Linked DNA regions of Triticum aestivum: all the other regions are linked to region 1. A link is a contact called in public Hi-C data. All regions are on one chromosome and are shown on one strand. Each heading gives the region's core, a stretch centred on a gene start, on an enhancer-like site or on the middle of the called end of the contact. The rest is flanking DNA. Distances are from core to core; before and after follow the strand shown. Region 1 holds the start of LOC123145488 (AP2-like ethylene-responsive transcription factor BBM1). Region 2 has its middle 8.9 kb from the start of LOC123145485. Region 3 has its middle 280 kb from the start of LOC123145491.

Region 1 (3,378 bases), core at 382-2,881:
TGCCCTAGACCTAGCCACATTCTACAATGGACCGCCGACGACGAGGCTATAAGCATAAACCGCCAAATATCACAAATGTATCCTTCACAAATAGATCACGGCACAGACATACAATGTATATAACTGCCCCTTAGAAGCTCCAAATAAAAGAGGCATACCTTGCTTTCCTTTCCTTCTCCGTCCTTCTACTCTGCAAGTACTGTCCCACAAATGAGCTTCATATTTCCCACTCCACCTATGCCTGCACAATTGATTAAGTTTGGTAAGCATCGCCATCTATGATTTGTTTAGTTAATATAGTGAAACACATTGTTGTGTTTCCACTGATCAAATACTAATTACAGGAACACAAAACCAAGCTTACCTGGTCACACCATGGAAACAAGATGAGCGGGAGCCAGGTGCTCGCACCGCAGTAATTGCAGAAGTAGAACCGGCGGTGCCCTTCTCCTCTCTATACTCCGCAACCGTCACAGGATTAATAGAATCAACAATTTCCTCAGACTCGTCCTTTTTGACAATGCTGAGAACTTGAACTCCCTTATAATTATCGCCACCATCCGCACAACCCTCATTTTCTGGCACAGTTACCAAAGCATCCTTCTCCCCGGCATGGTTCTCGCTATTCAAAGGGTCAACCGAGTGGCTCTTCACATCTGCACAGGCCTGAACTTCACCTTCATCAACCTCCTCATTCTTCGGGACCTTCTTCTGATCAGTGCCACTGGACTCATCTCCCTTCTGAGTGCTTGCATCGTTGGCCTCTGACTCCACTGCACAGTGCAAGACACCAATCTCCGTAGTGGCAGGGGCAATTGCAGGCAAGGAATTCAGATTGATGGAAGGGCTCCTCTCGATCTTCCGACCATCCCCAGATTCCCCAGCAGCTTTCTCCTCCACAAAACCGTTCATTTGCTGACCCTGACTAACTTCCTCCCCGGATTTCATCATCTATGTACTGGAGCAGAGACAAAAACAACTCCCAAAACCCTAACCTACCTATCAGCCTTCCTATTCACGAACTATCTGAAAGACGGGAAAGAGACACAGAGCATCCCAAACAAGAAAAAAGAATCAAACGGTTAGATCCCAACCAGGCAATCATTCCATCGCCCAGCAGAACTTCCTCTGCCGCTGCCAGAATCGGGAAAACAAGAAAGTACCTTGAGCCGCCTGCTCGCCGCGATCGAAAGATCCGGAGGCCTCCAGGGGGACGGGCCGAGCCGCGCGGCCAAGAAAGCAAAAGAAGAAATATCCCAGCGCGGATATTAGCAGCAACGGCGAGGCAGCGAAAGCTGGAAAAATCTATCAACGGAAATGGATACCGAGGCAGGAAATAAATATCGGGCGGGGTGGGGCGGCGGAATTGGGGAAGGAAACGACGAGGCCAGCGCGGGCGAGGGGCGGCCTAGTGCGGAGTGATGCCGGAAACAACAAACTAATCGCCGGTGGAGAAGGAGAACAAAAGATTTGGACAAATCGAGAGAGGAAACGCGGAGTGGGGGAAATCGCGGGGGTCCGGCGGATTTTATCTCGCGCTTGACAGGGCGCCGCCGCACTGGCGCTCTGAAACCATCGGATATTTGCTGGATCTTTTACTGCTACCACCTGCAGCGGTTTCTGGCAGCACTACACCAGGAGTAAAATACAGTAGAAAAATAAAATAGTGCTCGTTTTATTAATATAAATGGGGGATTTGCTGGTGATAGAAAATGGAGGTGATGTGGTGATGTGGGAGTTTTGCTTCGTGGACGACGCCCTCGTGATGCGTGCCAGGCTGGAGGAGCCTGGCAGTGGCAGTCCGTGCCTCGGAGGCCCCGTTCTGTGGCGGTTACACGTGGACGGAGAAAAATGTGTCGCGAGTGTGGAGAGAAGATCTGGGCCGTTCAGGAGGCATGAGGGCTGAGAGTGCGTGCTGGAACGTTCTAGCGGATGTACGGTGGGGAGCTGATCTCGAGGCCGACGGCCTCGACGGCTCGGAGCTGCGGAAGATTAGAGGGCTAAGATCCTGCGGCTGCGCGTCTTTGCTTGCTTATGTGATTTTATTTTACTAGCACAAGGCCCGTGCGTTGCAACGGGGCATATAAATTTTAGTGGTTTGACATTGTGTTATAGCATAAAAGACCATGCGTTACAGCGAATACAAAATAAATAAACGTGTGGTTACAAACCTGAAAATTATTTTACCAATCAAACAACTTCTATTATTTGGTGGTTCAAATGAATGGTGTCAAATACACATCAACATTGTCAACTAATAGAATTTGCAAATAATTCCAGCTCAGTAGTCATGTGGCATGTTCCCAATTGCAACAGAGAAGATTCTATTTTAGCTTGTTACACGAAATTTACATTTTTTTTCTAGAAGAAATATTGCCTATAAATAAATTAAATAATAATGATAAACTTTAGCACAATGCAATGGTTCATATTTTTTAGTTTAAGATGAAGGACATGAAAGAGAAAACGATGACCATACTAAGGCTACAGGAAAGGCACACAAAGCATATCATACAGTTATTATATAACACCACGCCTTTAGACATTTCCAAATATACAAAACATAAGGTACTGAATTCTTTTACATAGATTGATATGACTCAAAAATACAATGGTCAATGAGAGGACAAAAAAGGCACAGGATTTTCTTTTGTACATCAATGCCAACTAAAAATAATAAGAATTGTAATTAAAGAAAAGCGACCAAAAAAACTGTTAAGAGCATTTGTCTTGCACTCTGACTCAATGTTTTGCTGGCACATTTGCTCATGAACAAATTTGCTTTACTAACCCTCCTATAAAACTTTCAGCTGGATGTCGGTGCCACCGAACTACCCGCTCAATTTTAGGCTCAACTCCAACCAGCTCCATTCTAGGAATAGATGGATTTGTAGTTTTCGACTCCTACTTCAAAAAATTTTGTTGGGCCTCTACTTTGAGTGAGAACCATACAGTCATACTGCAAACACATAAAAAGTAACGGTTGAAGTAATGCAGAATAATATTCTCAAGTTTAATATACACAGGAAAATGAAAATATCATTATAACAAACAAGGAAAAAGGTTGCCTCTATCCAGCTCAGAAAGTCATTTTACTTTTGAGAGCATCATCGATTTAATCTTTATTTTCTCAAGTGGATAGCAATTCATCATTGTCACCAACTACACAATAGGAAATGTGAATAAAAAGACTACAGTAAGAATTAAGGGAGAAGTCCAGGGAAGTTTAACCCCCACTCTCAAATGAGGGATCCATGTGCTTACTTTGCTTTCCATGTAGCTTCAAAATAATGTATTACCTGTTGTAGATTTTTACTCGTTCTCACTGCCATTCTACTGGAAATTCCACAAGGAAAATATATGCCTCCTTCTTTCATA
Region 2 (3,378 bases), core at 626-3,125, 740 kb after region 1:
AACTAGGGAACACTATTATCATACTTGTGCATTGGATGTAGCTAATATTTGAGTGTGCTTCATGAATGGATCAATGATTGAGTATATTGGGCTAGGGATAACTTTCTTTGGCGTTGATCTATTTTGAAAGACATGGTTGCTTGTTGATATGCTTGAGTATTGAGGTCTTCATGTCAAATTATAGACTGTTGCTTTGAATCGTCTAAAGTCCAAATGTCCACGCTACAAAGAAAATAATATGTGATGAATATGATGAGTGGCATTCCACATCAAAAATTCTGTTTTTATCATTTACCTGCCTGAGGACGAGCAGGAATAAAGCTTGTGGATGCTGATACGTCTCCAACGTATCTATAATTTTTTATTGTTCTTAGAAGCATATGCTGATACGGCTAGCCATGGTTGCTACTAGAAGTGGCACCCTTGTTCTTAGAATCATATGTAGACTTGGTATTCTTACTTGCAAGAGTCTTTTCAATAGTTTTAATGGAAGAAAAAAGCAGAAACCAAGTTACTAAAAATTTCTTCCAACTTATCAATTCGAGCGGGGATCTCTTCTACCCTTTCGCTCAGTCACCGGCAGGGATTGGCTAATGTATTTTATTCTCGTTTTTGGACCCTCGATCCTAGGATCTACACCATGTATTTGCTTTTCCCATTGCTTCCTGCTTAATATATGAAATGCCAACAACGCTGGATCTTTCAAAGAGAAAGTTATCACTCCAACGATGATCAATATACATCAAATTGGAGATTATCAATTATAGACTATTATATGAAAGTTGTCCCCGGAAAAAGAAATCACGTTGACAACCCAGATCTACTACATGTACGTACTACCCCTATAGGCACATCACGAAATAAAATCAACATCTCTTCGTTGTATACGGCGACAGAGTGACAGGCAAACGATACTAGCTAAGTGGCCTCACGACAATACAATCAAGCTAGGCAGGTCCACGCAGATGCAGTTGCTGTACGTACGTACGTGACTGTCGAATCGCCGGGCCGGAGCTGCAGGAAGTTAACGAGCGCAGACTGGTGAAACACGATCTTGGCAGCTGGAGCGCAGGACCACGCTGGGAGATTTCATGGTCCTCAGCCTACATGTCTAATTTGGTTCGGTCCCAAGATAGGAAGCTGAGTCGTCTTTTCGACCGGCGCGTGCGTACGTGACTGGCCGTCGGCTCGATCGGTCCCTCGCCCCGCCCACGGTCGGCCAGCAATTTACTACCTCACCAAGAATGGCGATCCGATCCGTGCAGTAGTAGAGTTTGTGAAGTTCACACACCGTTCTTGCATGCCCGTACGCACGGGAATCAGCACAGAAAACGTGTTCTTCTGAACCTGGAGCCAGCACGATATGCGTCACGTCCACTTCACGGTGCGGCGAGGTCCGGACTCCCACAGCGACGGCCTGCCCGTACCACGGCGCGGCGTCAACGCTTCGCGGCCAATCGCGAGCTGCTTCGTGCCGCCGCGCCGGCCGCTCCTTCGGTCGTCGCATGCGCGAGTGGCGTGGAGAGGTGGCGCAATCGCCGATCGGGCCCGTCACCTCGGGTGTACGTACCACCAGGCTGGCCGTCGTCAGCCAGCCTCAGCCTCAGACCGCCGCGCGGCCGGTCCCCGGACGGTGAGCCGGTGAGGCGTCACCTCCGTCGATCCACCGGCATCCGACCCACGCATGTATTGTACGTACGGCGGTGCGGCGCCTGGGCTGGGGGCGGGTCGGGTCGGGTGCGTGCCGGGGGGGACCGGCGGCGGTGGTGGTGCTGGCGGCCGAGCTGCACCGCTGCCCGCGGGGCACGATGTCCCCCTGCGGCCGCGCGCGCGCACCTAATGCTGCCGCGCGCGATCGAGCCGGGGACACGGACAGCTGCGATGCGCCTGCCGCGCGCGTGCCGTGCGCCCTACCACGCCCCTCTCCCGTCCACATCGACCGATCATATGTGTGTGTGTGTGTGAATTGACGGAACGCGCCCGTCCCTCCCTGGCGAGCTAATAATCTCGCTCAAGGCCCAGGTTAGGTGAGTGACAGCATCATCCAGTGCAAGTTTGGGGCCGGGAACCACGCGGGGCGCAGGGCAGGGGGCATGCATGCGTCCATGATTGAGTAGGAAGGCGGTTCACGGAATGGATCGGCTCCCGGGAATTCGCACCGAAACATGGGTGCCATTAACGTCGTTTCGGTGGACATGCATAATGTACCTATCGACGTACTCCTGTTTTTTTCCAATCACACTACAATCAAAGTCGCTCACATATACAGACATACACTCACCCGTATGAACGCATGCACACATACTCTATTTCTATAAGCATCTCCGAGAGACTGAGCCGGTATAGCATCTTAAAGTTTTACAAAGTCATCACAGACGTCTCGCGGTCGACAGAAGAGGCACAAGCACAAGTCTGAGTTTGAAGACAAGGAGCTTAAAACATCTCGTTTTAGGCATTACGGAATATGCATATCCAACGCCGTCCCCTAAAATAGACACGCTACTTGTGTCCGGGCTCATCCGTAGCAACGGATATGGGAGCCGATCATCCAACCACATCCCTTTAATATTCGTCCAAGTCTGGCCTCCTTTATTTCAAATGTGTGTCCATAGCGTATGATCACAGTCAAAAAGAGATGGATATTCATAATTAATACATTCTTCCGATCACAACCAACAGTCCAACACACAATGAGCCCCACCGACATCTAGCAGGAGCGGGCTCCATCCCCGCCGCTGCCACAAGTACTACCTCGGCGGTTGTGGATCGTGTGGCAGGTCTTCCACCTTGTCCATGAGCAAGAAACCCCTCACCGCGGCTTCGGGCGCGGCACTCGGCATCCTTCGTCAAGACATGGGTGTCGTTGGCCTGGCTCCTCGCTGACCCAGACCTCTCGGGGGCATGGGCCTTGAACCGGTCCAAGACCACGAAGAAGACCGATACCCGTCGCCGACGCCGAATTAGCTAGGACCTACTCCACATCGTGGTCGTCGCCTCGTAGCCAGAGCTTCGAGAAAAGGAGGAAGCACAATGGCGCAAGGCGGAGGAGGATGTGTTGCGGCTACCGCCCGGGCGTGACACCATGGTCGAGACAGATGCCACAGAGGCCGGGGCGGCTTCCCCAACCGCCCTGACGACCACGACAGCGACAACAACGGTCTCAGTGGCCTTGGAGGTCATACCTACGAGGTCACCGTTTGCTCTTTTGTCTAGTTTAGGTTATATTTGGTTGTAATATATCCAATTCGTTAAATTTCGTCTAGTTCGGATGTAATATATCAAATTCAGTTAAATTTCATCTAAATTTTGCATTTGAAATCTATGAATTGAGAAAAAAAATGAGGCATGGCATTGGATGGTCTCCGCCCAGCCGTATAC
Region 3 (3,378 bases), core at 654-3,153, 630 kb before region 1:
AAAATTGGTGAACTTTTCCCAATTCGATGAACTTTATTATTTTTAGAGAAACATTTAAATATTTTTTCTAAATAGATGAACTATTTTTCTAAATCACGAACTTTTTTGAAATTCAATCATTGTTTTTCTAAATTGTGGAACTTTTTCAAATTCGTGCACATTTTTTTGAAAATTGATGAAACTTTTCGTATTTCTATGATTTTTTTTTAAATTCTTGGTTGTTCTCAATATTTTTAAGAATTCACTTTTAAATTTGTACTTTCCTTTGAAATAAATTATACTAGCCATGCATACGTTAACTAAAGGAACGATCAAATAGCACGGTTTCTAGATAGAGGTCGACCAAATGAGCTCGACCTGGTGGTTATTAGCTAGAGCCATCAACACTCACATACAAAGTTGGAACCACCTTTTCCCATAATACTGATAAGTAACAACCTTCTTAATTTATTTTCTTTGTGTTCTCTGTGTTTGACAGCAGGTTGTTGGGCCGGCCCAGGAGCACAGTGCGCGAGCGCCAGATGCAAAAACCAGCGCTGAAGTACAGGAGCTCGCCCCCAATTCTTTTCGCTCAAAGTCTGAAGATGGCCCGTTTCCCCATCAAAAGGATAAAAAAGAAGATAACTCATTTCAGTAGGAAAAAGTCCGAAATCACTAATTAAAGAGTACTCGTTGCAAAGAACACTCCATCTTCCCAGGTCACGACAAGTGGCGCACATGCAGCGCGCCACTTGTCGCAACCTGGGAGTTTTCCCTTTTTTCGTAGATTCGTTTATTCAAAATGTTTTTATCTTTTAAACCGTGCGTCCAAATCTCAAACCGTTTTCACCATTGGATTCCTCGCGTCAAGATCTTCAAAACTAGATCCCATGTTGATAGATTTTGACGAACTTTTTTTTTCGAAAATAACCGGACGAAAAAACCACCCCCGGGAGCACGGTTTTTTCCCTTTCCGAAAGAGGCACGCCCGTGCCTCTCGCGAAATCAGAACCGTTTCTCTCGTGGAAGCAAAACCGTGACTCTCGTGGAAAGAAAAAAAACAGAAAACGCGTTTTTTCCCTTTCCGAAAGAGGCACGCCCGTGACTCTCGCGAAAGCACAACCGTGCCTCTGGCAAAAGCAAAACCGTGACTCTCGCGAAAGAAAAAAACAAAAAACGCGTATTTTTTTCCCTTTCCGAGAGGCACGGCCGTGACTCTCGCAAAAGCACAACCATGCCTCTCGTGGAAGCAAAACCGTGACTCTCGCGAAAGAAAAAAAACAGAAAACGCGTTTTCTTTTTCCCTTTCCAAGAGGCACGACCGTGACTCTCAGGAAAGCACAACCGTGCCTCTCGCGAAAGTAAAAACCGTGACTCTCGCGAAAGAAAAAAAAAAACAGAAAACACGTTTTTTTTCGTTTCCGAAAGGCACGGCCGTGACTCTCGCTAAAGCACAACCGTGCCTCTCGCGAAAAAAAACGTGACTTTTCACGAAAGAAAAAAAAAGTAAACGCGTTTTTTCGCGCAAAAAATGTTCTTTTCCAAAAAAATTGGTCGAAACACTAAGAAAGACCGGGGAAAAACCAAAACGTCGAAAAAACCCGGGAAAAAAACCATTTAAAAAGCCGAAAACGCATGCGGAAAAATAAAAATAAAAATCTGGAGGGAGCGTCTAGAGCGCAACATGTGGCGAATGGCTGAGAGCGCGCCAAGTGGGGCTGATCGTTGCGAGGCTTCCGAAGGAGCGCTCGTTAACTAGTTGTCCCCGAAAAAGTCGGAACATAGCCTTTGTTGGGCCTAGGCTACCCGTAGACACGCATATCTTCGGACACCATGCGAGCTGTATTGCTACGGTTGGGCCCATCCTGTTTTAGCAGAAATCCAGGAGACCCGCTGGACCGTGCGCGCGAGCTGTGGTCGTTACGGCGGGAGCTCCTATGCGACGCTAATTGCGTCGAAGTGTCGATGTTTCGCACAGGCGTGGCAAACCTGGGCCGGCCCATTTGGCATGAGCGAGATGAAAAAACGCAAAAAAAAGAAATACGCTGGTGCTGGGATTCGAACAGGTGACCTACAGGTCTCGAGCACGGTACGCTAGCAGCCGTGGCCAATTAGCTCTTGTGCTAAATGTGCAGCACAACATTAAAAGAAACAACAGCAACAACGATAAAACTTGAAGTTTCTAAGGAATCCCAAAATTGCAAATGATAACATTTTTCAAAATGACGAATTTTTTTGTAACAAGCACAAACTTTTTTCGAAAAAAGGAACAAACATTGTAAACATGAAACATTTCTCAATTTGCAAGCAAAAATTTAAAACCTGAAAATATTTTGAATTTCTGAACAAAGTTGTAAAGCTAGGACATTACTTCAAACCCAAACATATTTCAAATTTGTGAACGAAAATAAAAATATATTTCTTTTGAAATTCAAAACAAGTTTGCAAAACGTGAACAATTTTCAAAACCACAGTGAAAGAAACAACAGAACAGCGGTTAAACTTGAAGTTTCTAAAAAATCCCGAAATCGCAAACAAGAACATTTTTCAAAATGACGAACAATTTTGTAACAAACACAATCTTTTATTAAAAAAAGGAATAAACATTGAAAACAAGAAACATTTCCCAAAATTGCGAACAATTATTTCAAAACTCAAACATTTTGTGAATTTCTGAACAAAATTTTAAAATCTGAACATATTTTGAATTGCTCAAAAATTTGTAAAGCTAGAACATTATTGCAAACCAAAAACATATTTTAAATTTTTGAACAAAAATAAAAATGCAAGCATTTTTTTGAATTTCAGAACAAATTTTCAAAACATGAACAATTTTCAGCGCAACAGTAAAAGAAACAACAGCGACAGCGATAAAACTTGGAAGTTTCTAAAAAAATCCCAAAATTGCAAACAAGAACATTTTCAAAAAGACGAACAATTTTATAACAAACACAAACTTTTTTCGGAAAAAAGGGAACAAATACTGAAAACAAGACACATTTCTCAAAATTTGAACAATTATTTCGAAAAACCAAAATATTTTATGAATTTGCAAACAATATTTTAAAGCCTGAACATATTTTGAATTTCTGAATAAATTTGTAAAGCCAGAACATTATTTCAAACCCCAAACATATTTTAAATTTGTCAACAAAAATAAAAATGTGAACAATTTTCTTTGATTTTGAGAACAAATTTTCAAAACGTGAACAATTTTCAAATTCATGAACAAAATTATAAAATTGTTCAAACATTCTTATATTTTTTTGAATTTTCGAACATTATTTGTAAATAAGTGAACAAATTTGGAAATACTTTTACTTTTTTGGAATTTCAGAACAAAATTTTAGTAGAGGAATAAATGTGAACTTTTTTATTTTCGGAAAAGTTGGCGAAAAA

The links. Hi-C and Micro-C count contacts between places; a contact is called where the count stands out from the background.
Region 2: a Hi-C map of leaf shows a contact between it and region 1, with 10 times the contacts expected there. The contact joins the enhancer-like site here to the promoter of LOC123145488 in region 1. A contact is called at or near these places in 2 of 5 Hi-C or Micro-C datasets (both in leaf).
Region 3: a contact with region 1 is called in a Hi-C map of leaf, with 5 times the contacts expected there. The contact joins the enhancer-like site here to the promoter of LOC123145488 in region 1. A contact is called at or near these places in 2 of 5 Hi-C or Micro-C datasets (both in leaf).

The regions. Positions count from the first base shown.
Region 1 is chr6D:415,011,976-415,015,353 of IWGSC CS RefSeq v2.1, reverse strand. It overlaps LOC123145488 (AP2-like ethylene-responsive transcription factor BBM1), which reads right to left and starts at 1,631. Exons shown (of 9, transcript XM_044564914.1): 1 at 1,164-1,631; 2 at 365-1,026; 3 at 159-241. The coding sequence starts at 951. It overlaps LOC123141810 (a long non-coding RNA gene), which reads right to left. Exons shown (of 6, transcript XR_006470425.1): 5 at 3,300-3,378; 6 at 2,538-2,959.
Region 2 is chr6D:414,268,493-414,271,870 of IWGSC CS RefSeq v2.1, reverse strand. No RefSeq gene overlaps it. Among protein-coding and RNA genes, the nearest start is that of LOC123145485, 8.9 kb to the right of the region's middle. Within about 2 kb of position 1,875, at least 5 of the 8 cell types and tissues checked have an H3K27ac peak or open chromatin away from gene starts, as enhancers often do. A contact at or near this core is called in leaf, where this site is marked.
Region 3 is chr6D:415,637,511-415,640,888 of IWGSC CS RefSeq v2.1, reverse strand. No RefSeq gene overlaps it. Among protein-coding and RNA genes, the nearest start is that of LOC123145491, 280 kb to the left of the region's middle. Within about 2 kb of position 1,903, at least 5 of the 8 cell types and tissues checked have an H3K27ac peak or open chromatin away from gene starts, as enhancers often do. A contact at or near this core is called in leaf, where this site is marked.